Regions from separate parts of the Rattus norvegicus genome. Here region 1 is linked to region 2. Evidence: chromatin contacts called from public Hi-C data. All regions are on one chromosome and are shown on one strand. The core of a region is the stretch at or near the end of the contact, and the rest is flanking DNA. Distances in the headings are between cores, read along the strand shown. Region 1 has its middle 79 kb from the start of Adtrp. Region 2 overlaps Adtrp (androgen-dependent TFPI-regulating protein).

Region 1 (5,226 bases), core at 1,074-3,573, 73 kb before region 2:
GGCCATTCTTTTCTGTTGTTCTCTGATGTAAGCTTCTCAAGGCCAAAGGTGACTTAAATTTCCTTGTATTTTTTTTTTTTTCTTTTAGGTAGTAGGGTGTCCGACTTTGGTGTCCGACAGCCAATAAATAGTGTTAGATAAACATCTGGGAGGCAATTACTGAAGTGGTCTTTTTTTTCGGAAGGTGCTTTGACTATTTGCCTAAGTGCAGAGGATGCACAACAAAGAAATTCGAGGCGTGATACCACCAGCGGCATAGCCCGTGTAACAAACTGGATTCGCTAACAAAACAAGGCAAAGGAATTTTACAGCTCAAGGTAACGTGTTTCAATGCCTCTAAGAAATGAAGAATTAATCCAGCCACCAGGGGGCTCTCATCTTCTCATTTAATGGAAGGTTTAGAACTAAATGAAGAGAAAAACACAATTGAAGCCCAGAAGGACACACACACACACACACACACACACACACACACACACGAGGCAACTTCCCTCCTCCCTGTTGAATTTATGCAACCATTGTAAAGACATCCTGCCAAGCCATCTTAATATAAGATGGGAGATTGAAGCTAAACAAATACTCCATCTGCAAATGTTGAGCGGGCCCTCCTCCTTGTCTTTTCCTAATTGCTGTTTGAATTTATTTCTGGTGCACTGTGATGCAGAAGCTGCCTGGAAACGTTGTCCATATGTTGGGTGGGAAGAGGGAGGATGTGACAACGAGCCTCTTCCCTTTAGGTGACTGTATTGAAGCTGAGTTAATTACTGAAAATTCAGTGCTCGGTGAAAAGCCACTGAAATCTAAAGTTGCTGGAGTTCATGGCAATCATGATATTTGTTGCCTTTGTGCTACCTTCTTTTTATCCTATTAATATATTAATAATGAGGTGTGATTTGGGAGCCTCTTGCTGACTTGGTGAATACTGTGCTGATACTGAGCGAGTTTTCTTTCCTCCCACCCACATCTTATTCCTGGGGTCAACCTTGCTCCTTTGTGTGCCAGGCTTTAACACCAAATTTACCAGTGCTTGCAAGTGATGACCAAGAAAACCATTCCTCGTTGCACCAATGGCGCCCTTGGACCAGGAGAGCGGGGACGAGAATGTTATTAAGCGAGTCCTGAGAGTGAGTTCCTTATTTCTGTTATCTATTCTCCCGGTAACCAGCAGAAAACTGACGGTTCGCTCCCAATTTGCATAAGAAGAGACCGAACTCTGCAGGGCTGAGTCACCTATGACTATAAGTGCCTTAGAATTGGAACTAATTGGATTTAGAGTGTCTAGGGAGTCTATGTGTTTTTCACCTTGACATTTTAGGAGCCCACAAAAAGTGAATTAGCCAAGCCGGCTTTCCGTCCTTTTGGACATCCCTTTTTCCTCAAGTCATTCAGGGTGTTTGGGACAGTAGCTCCTTGGAGGACCCGCAAGGCCACCTGCTCTGCAGCGTGGTAATAACGATTAGGAGTGGGTCTCTTTGGTGGCTGCTGCATTACAAGGGCTCCTCCTGGTATTTGAGTGGGAGGGGAGGTGTCTGGGTCCCTTGTCATCTGCAGCATGTGGGTGGCAATGAGAAAGTTTGGACATCTTTTAAAGTAACTACTCTGCTCCGGTTACAGCTATTTTTCCACTCCAGCCAATAATGACCTTCTTGACTCTAAACATAGGTGGGGTTCGTGGACCATCCCCAGACATGCTGGTGCTCCTTGCTGTGGATGTTAGGAAGTGCTCGCACTGAGCGTACCATAGGACCCGAATCCTACCGCGAAGCTACCATGATGATGCCTTTCTTATGAGTTTTCCCTGACTCCTCCAGGCCTTACACAGGGAAACCATCCCGAGAGGAGGATGGTAACGGAAGCTTGTCTTTTCAGCCCATCACCATTCAGAACGATGGCTTTTAGCACCCATTCAGAAGGCTTCGCCCAGGGCTGTAGGCTTAGGAGCTCCATTAGCCATTTGGGAAGGTAAGATTGACACAGGCCGTGGGTGGTGACAAAGTGTCTTATGAAGCAATCAGCTCGTATCTCTTCTTGGAACTCTATTAGGGTTGTATGTGGAACAGTCTCAGAAATTAATTTTCAAATAGCTCTCATCTGTTCCCTTGATCTTCCTTAACTCTGTTCCACCAGTTGGTTCATTCTAGGAGGCACAGGCTGTTGTTTCCTTGATTGGACGATGTGAGATCTGGGGAGACTCTTGAATGAAGAAAGGAGAGAGAGTGGGAGCTTGGCAAGTGGAAGCCGCAGGATTAATATAGGCCTATGAGTCACAGGGACTGCAGGCGAATGCTACTGAGTGGGCCGACGGAGGGAGTGTGGGCACAGAGCAGGCTTGAGGCAGACTGAGAGGAATGAGGGAGAGCAAGGAGCAACGCTTCGGGAGTGTTAGTCAGACTCTGCAGAGAAACAGCACCAATCAGATTCAAGTGCATGTCGGAGGCAATTTCATTCAAAAGAATAGGCCCCAGTGATGACAGAGTCTGGCAAAGCTCAAATATGCAGGCTGGAGGCCCAGAGAAGGGCTGATGTGGAATGTCAAAAGTATTCCCACGGGTGCCACCACCGTGGTGCCCACAGCCTGGTGTCCAATGCTAGCAAAGCACAGTGGTTCATGGTCACAGGGAGCAGTGGGAAGTCTTGACCAAGGATCTCTATAGATGCTTCCAAACCTCTAACAGAGCTTGGCCCCACACTGTGCCTCAAAGTCACTCCTACTGTGTCCCCAAAGAGGCCAGGTCACCAGTTCTGCTTTGGCATTGGCTGCTCAAGGCAGCTAGGATGCAGGCAGTGGCTTGAAGACTTAGTTGCTGCCTTTCCATGATGGTTAAATCAAGATTCTTAAACATCAGCGGGGAATTCCAGCTTTAGTTGCATATTAGAACTATCTAGAAGGGGGGGCTAAACACCTAGCATGGGGTTCATAGTTCAGACAAATTCAGAATCTCTGAACTGGGGTGGGGTGAAGGGAGCATCTGGGAAATTGTATTCCTGTAAGCTCCTTAGTGGCTGCTCAAATACAAGGAAAGTTGGATGGAAATCCATGGAACATGGCAGTCGTAACAGGGTAACAGACTGGGTCAGTTAGAAAGGGAAATACCTTAGTTGGCTCAAGGTTCTGGAGTCTGGGGAATCTAGAAATGTGGCATTGGTAACTGCTCTGCCTCTGGGGAGGACTCTACACACCATGTTAATAGAGCAGAGGCCATCAAATAGTCAATTCTGAGGCATGGAATCTTCAGTCTTCATCCTTCAGTAAAGTTACCATGCAGACCTCCCTCTCATGTCATCTAGCCTAATCACCTCGCAAAGGACTACTACCACTAACATGCAAATTTGGGGGTTCATTTTCTAACACATGAACTCTTGGGTGACACCCAAACCATAGCCACCCTTAGCAGCCCTCAGTGTTTCCTTTGCCAGGCTGTCTTCAGTGTCTGATGGGTACGTTGTTTTTCTTTGATGGTCTTACCCAGGTGCCCATACAAGAGTGCCTTGCTGAGCTGTTTCACTGCCCCTAACTCACTCGCTAACGTTCCTTGGGTTTAGAAAAGCAGGTGTTTCCACAGTGATACCATTTTTCTCTAAACCGGCATTCATCACATGTTGGCTTAAAAGATTTGAAAGAAAAACGTCTAATGTGTTGAAGACACAGAGGAAGGATTAGATTTTCCAGTCGTCATGAAGGAGACAGAAGCAGGATTTGTTAAGAAAATCATATGGTGTACAGGAAACAGCTCTGTCTGACATTTCTCTCTTGCGTAATTCTTCATTGAGAAAAATCCATCAACGTTACTGACCTTAAGCGGTGTTTTGCTACCAGATAATGATGTCAGTCTCTCTGTGCGATGGTGAATGAAGGTTCCAGAATGACAAACAGCAAATGTCCATTTAAATGGGGAGCACACTGTATGGGTTCTGAGTCATCACAGACCGATGGAAAGAGTTAAGAGCTCTTTTGGTATCTATGACTTCTAAATCCCCAGTCTCTCATTTATTAAGCCGAAATTATTCACTGTTGTCACCAGAACTTTTATGGTACAAGCCCGAGGCCTCACAACTCTAACAAGAAAAGCATCTCTGCTCACCCCTCAATGAGCCAACACAATAGCCTAATAGTCAAGAGCTGGGAAAGGCAGGGAATATATGGAGCGTGGCTCCTGGTTTCCACTATCTGGAAAACTGTCAATATGCTGACAGAAGTCTCTTCCAGGAAGACAAGCTCCCCTATGCCTGGCAGTAGAGCCCAGTCTTTTCTTCCCCCCTTTCCTTCTTCTGGGGGAAATTCCAATTCTGTGGGTCCACTGCTCAATAGTCTCCTATCTGAAGGGAGAAGGGCACCTGACTGGCGTCTTTCCTGCTGAGACGGTCATTGAGCTGAAGGGCATCCTCCGGCGCTCACAAACTCCCAGACCATCAGAAAGGGACCTTAGTGGGAACTAAGACCCTCGCCTATGTGATGTGCTGTGCATCCTGAAGTGAATTGCATTGGGCTTGGAGTAGACATTACATCCCTCCTACCACTGGGGTTTCTGTGAGAAAAGAGAGGCACATTTGGGTCCAGAGTCCAGATTCACTGTAAGGTGAGGGGGAAAAAAGTCACAAATAGTAAGGAAAGTGGAAGCAGGGATTATAGCATTGCTGTGATTAAACTAGGGCCACTAGGAGCCAGCAGAAGGAAGGAGTCTTCCTCATCATCTTCTAAGGGGACATATAGCTACTATGCTTGGCACGTAAGGCCATTGGCCCCTGCAACTGTGGGGCAATACACTTTCTTTTTTTTTTTTTTTTTTTTTTTTTTTTTTTGGAGCGGGGGACCAAATCCAGGGCCTTGTATTTGCTAGGCAAGCACTCTACCACTGAGCTAAATCCCCAACCCCGGGAATACACTTTCATGGTGTTTAAGGTCACCAGCTAGTAGCATTTTGCTACAGTAACTATAAAGATCTAAAACAATTACCAACCATGCTCTTCTAAGGTATTGCGACCATAAGGCATTCATACTGTAAAGGTGATTAGATTTGGTAATGATAACATTTTAACTAAACATACATTGGGACTGTTTGATACTAATGGGTCTTTCATGAGTATCTCTGTGGCTCAGAGAAATGACAGGTGTTGAGTGCAGTGGAAGTGAGATGCAGCAGGGTGGTCAGTCAACAGCCAAGAGCGGCATCTCCACATCCCCACCCGTCAACCATGGAGGGAGACCATGAGTCATTTAGAGTTACC
Region 2 (5,234 bases), core at 2,333-4,832:
GGACCTGGTCTCTGTTGATCAACACAGCCATTCTACACACACACACACACACACACACACACACACACACACACACACACACTGACCATCCTCTGGACCTGCCCTCTCTGAGAGTGAAGTCTATACTCCCTCCCCACCCCATGATGTCCTTTTTTTTTTTTTGGTTCTTTTTTTTTCCCCGGAGCTGGGGACTGAACCCAGGGCCTTGCGCTTCCTAGGCAAGCGCTCTACCACTGAGCTAAATCCCCAACCCCCAAAGAAGCGTCTTAGAGGGAGTCAAGCCCATCCTTTTCCTTGCCCCTCTCAGCCACAGAGTGTGGAAATCAGACTAAGGAAGATAGCATATTACTCAGCTCCTCCGAGGTTTCTCCCCCATCAATACAAATTGGCTCCCTACTGTAAATGTGCCAATCACCTCTCCCCCTCCACCCCCCAGTTCACACATGTCGTCTTGTCTTGCAGACATATACCAGACGTCAACTCAGTGTGAAGCAGCCTTGCTGTGATTGATCTGTGGTGCTGACACACTACCTCAGTACCAACAAGGAATACTAGGGCAGTGGCAGGTCCCATGTGGGTGTAGGAGAGAATGAGGTGAAGGCCTGGCCTAGGCAAAGACACAGGCTAGTGCTAGGGTTTAAAGAGGCCACTGAACAGAGTTGGAGGATATGGAGTAGTGGGAGCCTGGATTTCTAGGGAGTCTGGAGGGGTGTCAAGGGTACAGTAGGGTCAACCAGGTCATCCAGATGGGTAGTGATCTGCTCATCTACCAAGAAGAAAATAATAAGACAATAACACACACACACACACACACACACACACACGAATTCTAGGGAGTCCTGTGTGGTATTGAGTGCACATTTGGATCATCTCAGTTCATCTGAATAAACAGTGGTCTGTTCTTCGATCATCCTGGGACATTGGTGCCCAGGAAAGTAAACTTCATGGTGTCCTGTCACAGCTGATGTTTTTCGATTCATCTTTCTACCAGCTCTTCCCTGATTCTACTCCAGTGGAATGTTCTGGGACTTTTCCTGAAAGGCTGCTGCTCTAAATGTGTTAGCTGTCTTTTTGTTTCTGTTGCTAGCTAACAAACTTACGACCAGTGACAGAGCTGAATTTACATTTTAAAAAAATAACGAACGTAATTTAAAAAAACTGTAGCTGAAAGGTATTTAGTTTATATATTCCATGTCTTCACAAGTCCACGAGGATCTTAAAATCATGGAAACTTACCCTCTCTAAGTCATCAAGTTTATTTCCTTGCCCTAAAGCCAAAACCTTTTTAAACAACCCCAGGAAATGAAAATTTCTTCCATTAAAAAAAGAATAATAATTCTAGAGAGGGAGATTCCACAAGTTCCCTGAACAAGACATTATGACTCCTGTTGGATGAGTCAAGCAAGCCAGTGCCAAGCTCAAGGCTCCAGACCTAAATCGGCCACACTGGGACTTTCCTTACCCTTCTGTCAACCTGATGCAACCCTGGCAGCGAAAGACCATTCTAAAATTAAAGAGAACACAAGGACTAACAGGATTTGATGTTTTACCTGGTGGTATCAGAGAAAGTTGACCAGAAGGTGGATAGGATCCTCTCAGTCAAGGCTATCTGGGTCTATGAAGAGCACAATCCCACTCATAGTTCATGTGCATTTGAGGAAGATGCTGAAATGTGTGGCAAAAGGGTAGACTGTGGGGCACCCTACAGCTTCCACAATGAGATTTCTTTTTCTCTGTTGGGACGGTGGGTTGCAAGGGTGGAGGGAGGGTATCAGGGGAGAGAGGGATTGGAGTACATGGTGTGGAATTTACAGTGAACCAATCAAAAGTTAACAGCAACAAGATGCCAATGCTTCCTTCGTCCATGTAATCTCATCAACCTGGCTGTCTAAACACGACAAGCATACTGATACCAACTTGTTGGCATGCCAAGGTGGGCGTGGGACATTTCACATGGCCACACCCATCAATCAAGGGCCACAAGCAATCCATCCAGGACTGCCGAGGGAGCATCAGTGTTCTCTAGGGATGAGGCCCCTGATAGGTTATCCAAGCCAGGTGGTGAGCCCTAAACAGATGCTCACCTGAGTTTATGGAATCAGTGGAGCGTGTAGGTGTAAACCACTGACAACTAAAGAAGTTGTAAGTTTGAGTGGGAGTGGTTACAGATGTGGAGGAGTAGGAGGGGGAGAGGGAGTGGTAAAATTATGTAAATACGGTACTCATATAGGACATCCTCAAACAAATTAAATAAAAATACATCAACATAACAACAACAAAACTCCCTTGAGATAAACGAGGGCGTTAAACAAACAAAACCAGAAGGACAAATGTAAAGAATACAATTTGGAATAACAAGGAGAAAAATAGGGAGAGGAAGAGTTGTGGGATGTGTTGGTTAAGAAGGGTAGGAAGCCTTGGCCAAGACTGTGGGGCTAAGAGCAGCAGCTTTCTTATAGCAGGATTCCCTGGGACACAGCAACCTACAGAGAGGATGGGGTCTCCTGGTAAGTGGCTCATCCCTATTAGAAGTATGTACTGCTGACAATCCATTCAGCCAATATCCCTGGAGTGCCAGTTAGGAACCCAGAATTGTGTTAGAGATAGAATGGGCTGGCTCATGTCAGAATAAGGAAAAGGGGATGGGGGAGAAAGAGGATGAGGAGGAGAAAGAGAAAGAGGAGGAGGGAGAAAGGAACATTTTCTGTAACTTGTTATTGGTAGGATAAAAGCCAGGATGAGTGGAAAATTGTGTGATTCTGAGACGTGCCTATAGGGAATGCATTGAGGATAATATCCTCGATGTATCTGTGACAGGGAGGAAGAAGGATTTGGGGCAGTGCCGATCTAGAGGAGCTCTTGTATTGAGCTGCCCTGCCCTACCCTGCAGATATTCCCTGAATCAGCCCTTTCCCAGCCCCCAGGGAAGGGGGATAAACCCTAGTGGAGGCAGCTTCCCTCAGCTGAGGGTGCTTCTGGGAAGAGAGATCACCTGTGACCTACCGGAAGCCCACACACCATCTGGGAGCTGTGGAATGAATCTCTCAGCTCTGTGAGGTGGGAGGATATGTTTTCCTCAGTGCCACACAGGAACAAACCGAGATGTGAAAAGTTAGGTAACAATTCTCTTAGAATCACACAGGAAGTAAGTAGACAGCCAGGGCTCTAGCTCCAGAAACCTGGCTTCTCAGCACAGATCTCTCCACTGGGTTTAAAGAACGTATCAAAAATGCTATTCATCCTGCCTACTTAATCCATTCTAGCTGCTTTATTCGGGTGCTGCTGGTGTCCATTCCTTTTGTGCTGTCATCTGCAATCCCTTCAGACCCACGAGTGCTAAGTCAGGAAGAGTTTTAAACATTTTTGTGACCACCATCAGTCTTGTGTCTTTTGGACCCTGTAAAGCTAAAGATCTTCACAGATTAAGCTCTAAACTCGGTGATAGGAATTGAGGGTTTCCTTCTAGGTACCAGAGAGGGAACTGTAATGTAAATGGAACCCTGCCTTTCTACTGTTTGTAGGCTGTCTTGGAGTTTGGGCCAATAGGGAGGGGACTTCTTTTTCTCTAGCCATGAATCATCCTCTCTGGGGACATATGCAATGACATCACATTGCTGTCATGCTGAAAACTGGAGGATCATGAGGTTTGGGTCGCTCAAACAAGAGAGGAATGAAGGAAAAGCACGTGTCTGCTGGAGAAAGAGATTTGGGCTAGAAGGGGGAGAGACTCTAAGAATCTTACCTAGGGGCTCCTAAAAATGGGAAATCTGAGCAAACCCAATGACCCTGCACATCAAGAAGTGGCTGAAGACTCGTCACTTTCACTAATAGGTGTCCCTTAGGGCCAGGGACAGTTCTTGGATGGAAAGGGAGTAAAGGAAACCAGGAAGCACATTTGTGAAGGACTGAACTGAAGTAGGACAATCAGACTAAAATTGTGCATAGCATGATCTCCATACGCAGCTGCTAGGGCTTCATCACTCGTTAGAACTCAGTGCTCTCAGCTTACACCTGAAGCTGTACCTCCCCCAAAGCCCCCGGGTCAAGGGTGTCTACCCCAACAGCTACAGCAGAGAGAGCAGAGTTCTCCATTGACATCCTTTCCTAGCTAATGACAGGGAGTGTAGGGTGGAGAGGCACATACGGGAGCTGTGCATGTAGAATGTAGGTAGTATGAGGTGGTTGATTCTCATCCAGATCACCCACTAAGAACTTATCAAGGAGACCCATGCTCCACTAAACCAATATGTCCCACAGTAACTAACCATCCGTCAAACACAAGACTGACTCCAACCTTCCTGTTTCCTTTCTGTCTTCTCTTCTTTTCTCCTTACACCATGTTGAGAGCCTTCTAAGTTTATGGCCATGCTGTTGGCTTCTATTTGTTCTCCTACTTAACAAATGTGGGAATGGACAGCATAAAGTCCTTAGCCCTGGGTCACAGACACTAAGCAATAGGACAGAGGAACCCTTACAGTGGACATAACCACCAGAGCACAGTCCCTTTCTCTGGGGCCACCTCTCTGTCTTGTCCCCTTGCCCTTTCTCTTCTTAGCTAGAAGCTCTCTACTAGCCACCAACCCTTTGGCAGCTTCCATAGCTTCTTTTGAGACTTCCCGGGGGGCAGTTTCGGGAGAAAAATGGCGTGAAGCTCTGAAAGCTGACTTGTAATAAGACAGGCTTTGCTATTCAACTGGGACACAGACATGCACTCAGCAGACTAGAAATTAGAATGTCTGAGAGGGAAGGTACAGCAGACTCAGAAAGATAAAAGACACACATTCTCCTTCATATGTAGGCTCTAGATGTAACTGTTTCTATGCATGGGATGGAGCCTCTAGGTCATGAAACTAGAAAGGGGAGGAAAGAAGTCATGGGGAGAAAGAAAAAAAAGTCAAATGATGTACGTGACATGCAAGGAGGTTGGGGACTACTGGGGACAAGCAGGGCGAAGGGTAGGAGGGCAGAGGAAGGAAGTGTGGGTGGGGATCAATAAAATCAAAATCGGTATGAAAATTCCATGAAATGCCCATTTTTGTTTGTATTGCTCACACGAAAGCACATATAGAAGGTTAACAGGGCACATAACAAAGATGTTAAAAGTTATGTTTGATTTAAGATATAAATAAGAAGAGAAGGGATACAATCCCTGCTACGTGGATGGATTACAGAGATGGCTTAGTGGTTAAAGAACATTTGCTGCTCTTAGAGGACTCCTGTTCAGTCCCCAGTAC

What was found. Hi-C and Micro-C count contacts between places; a contact is called where the count stands out from the background.
Region 1: a contact with region 2 is called in a Hi-C map of prefrontal cortex, with 2.9 times the contacts expected there. The contact joins two enhancer-like sites. A contact is called at or near these places in 5 of 12 Hi-C or Micro-C datasets (the A7r5 cell line, the Rat2 cell line, frontal cortex and 2 more).

Annotation. Positions count from the first base shown.
Region 1 is chr17:23,212,493-23,217,718 of GRCr8, reverse strand. No RefSeq gene overlaps it. Among named protein-coding and RNA genes, the nearest start is that of Adtrp, 79 kb to the right of the region's middle. Within about 2 kb of position 2,323, at least 35 of the 93 cell types and tissues checked have an H3K27ac peak or open chromatin away from gene starts, as enhancers often do. A contact at or near this core is called in the A7r5 cell line and prefrontal cortex, where this site is marked.
Region 2 is chr17:23,140,554-23,145,787 of GRCr8, reverse strand. The region is part of intron 2 of Adtrp (androgen-dependent TFPI-regulating protein); the gene reads right to left. Among named protein-coding and RNA genes, the nearest start is that of Adtrp, 7.4 kb to the right of the region's middle. Within about 2 kb of position 3,582, at least 15 of the 93 cell types and tissues checked have an H3K27ac peak or open chromatin away from gene starts, as enhancers often do. A contact at or near this core is called in the A7r5 cell line and prefrontal cortex, where this site is marked.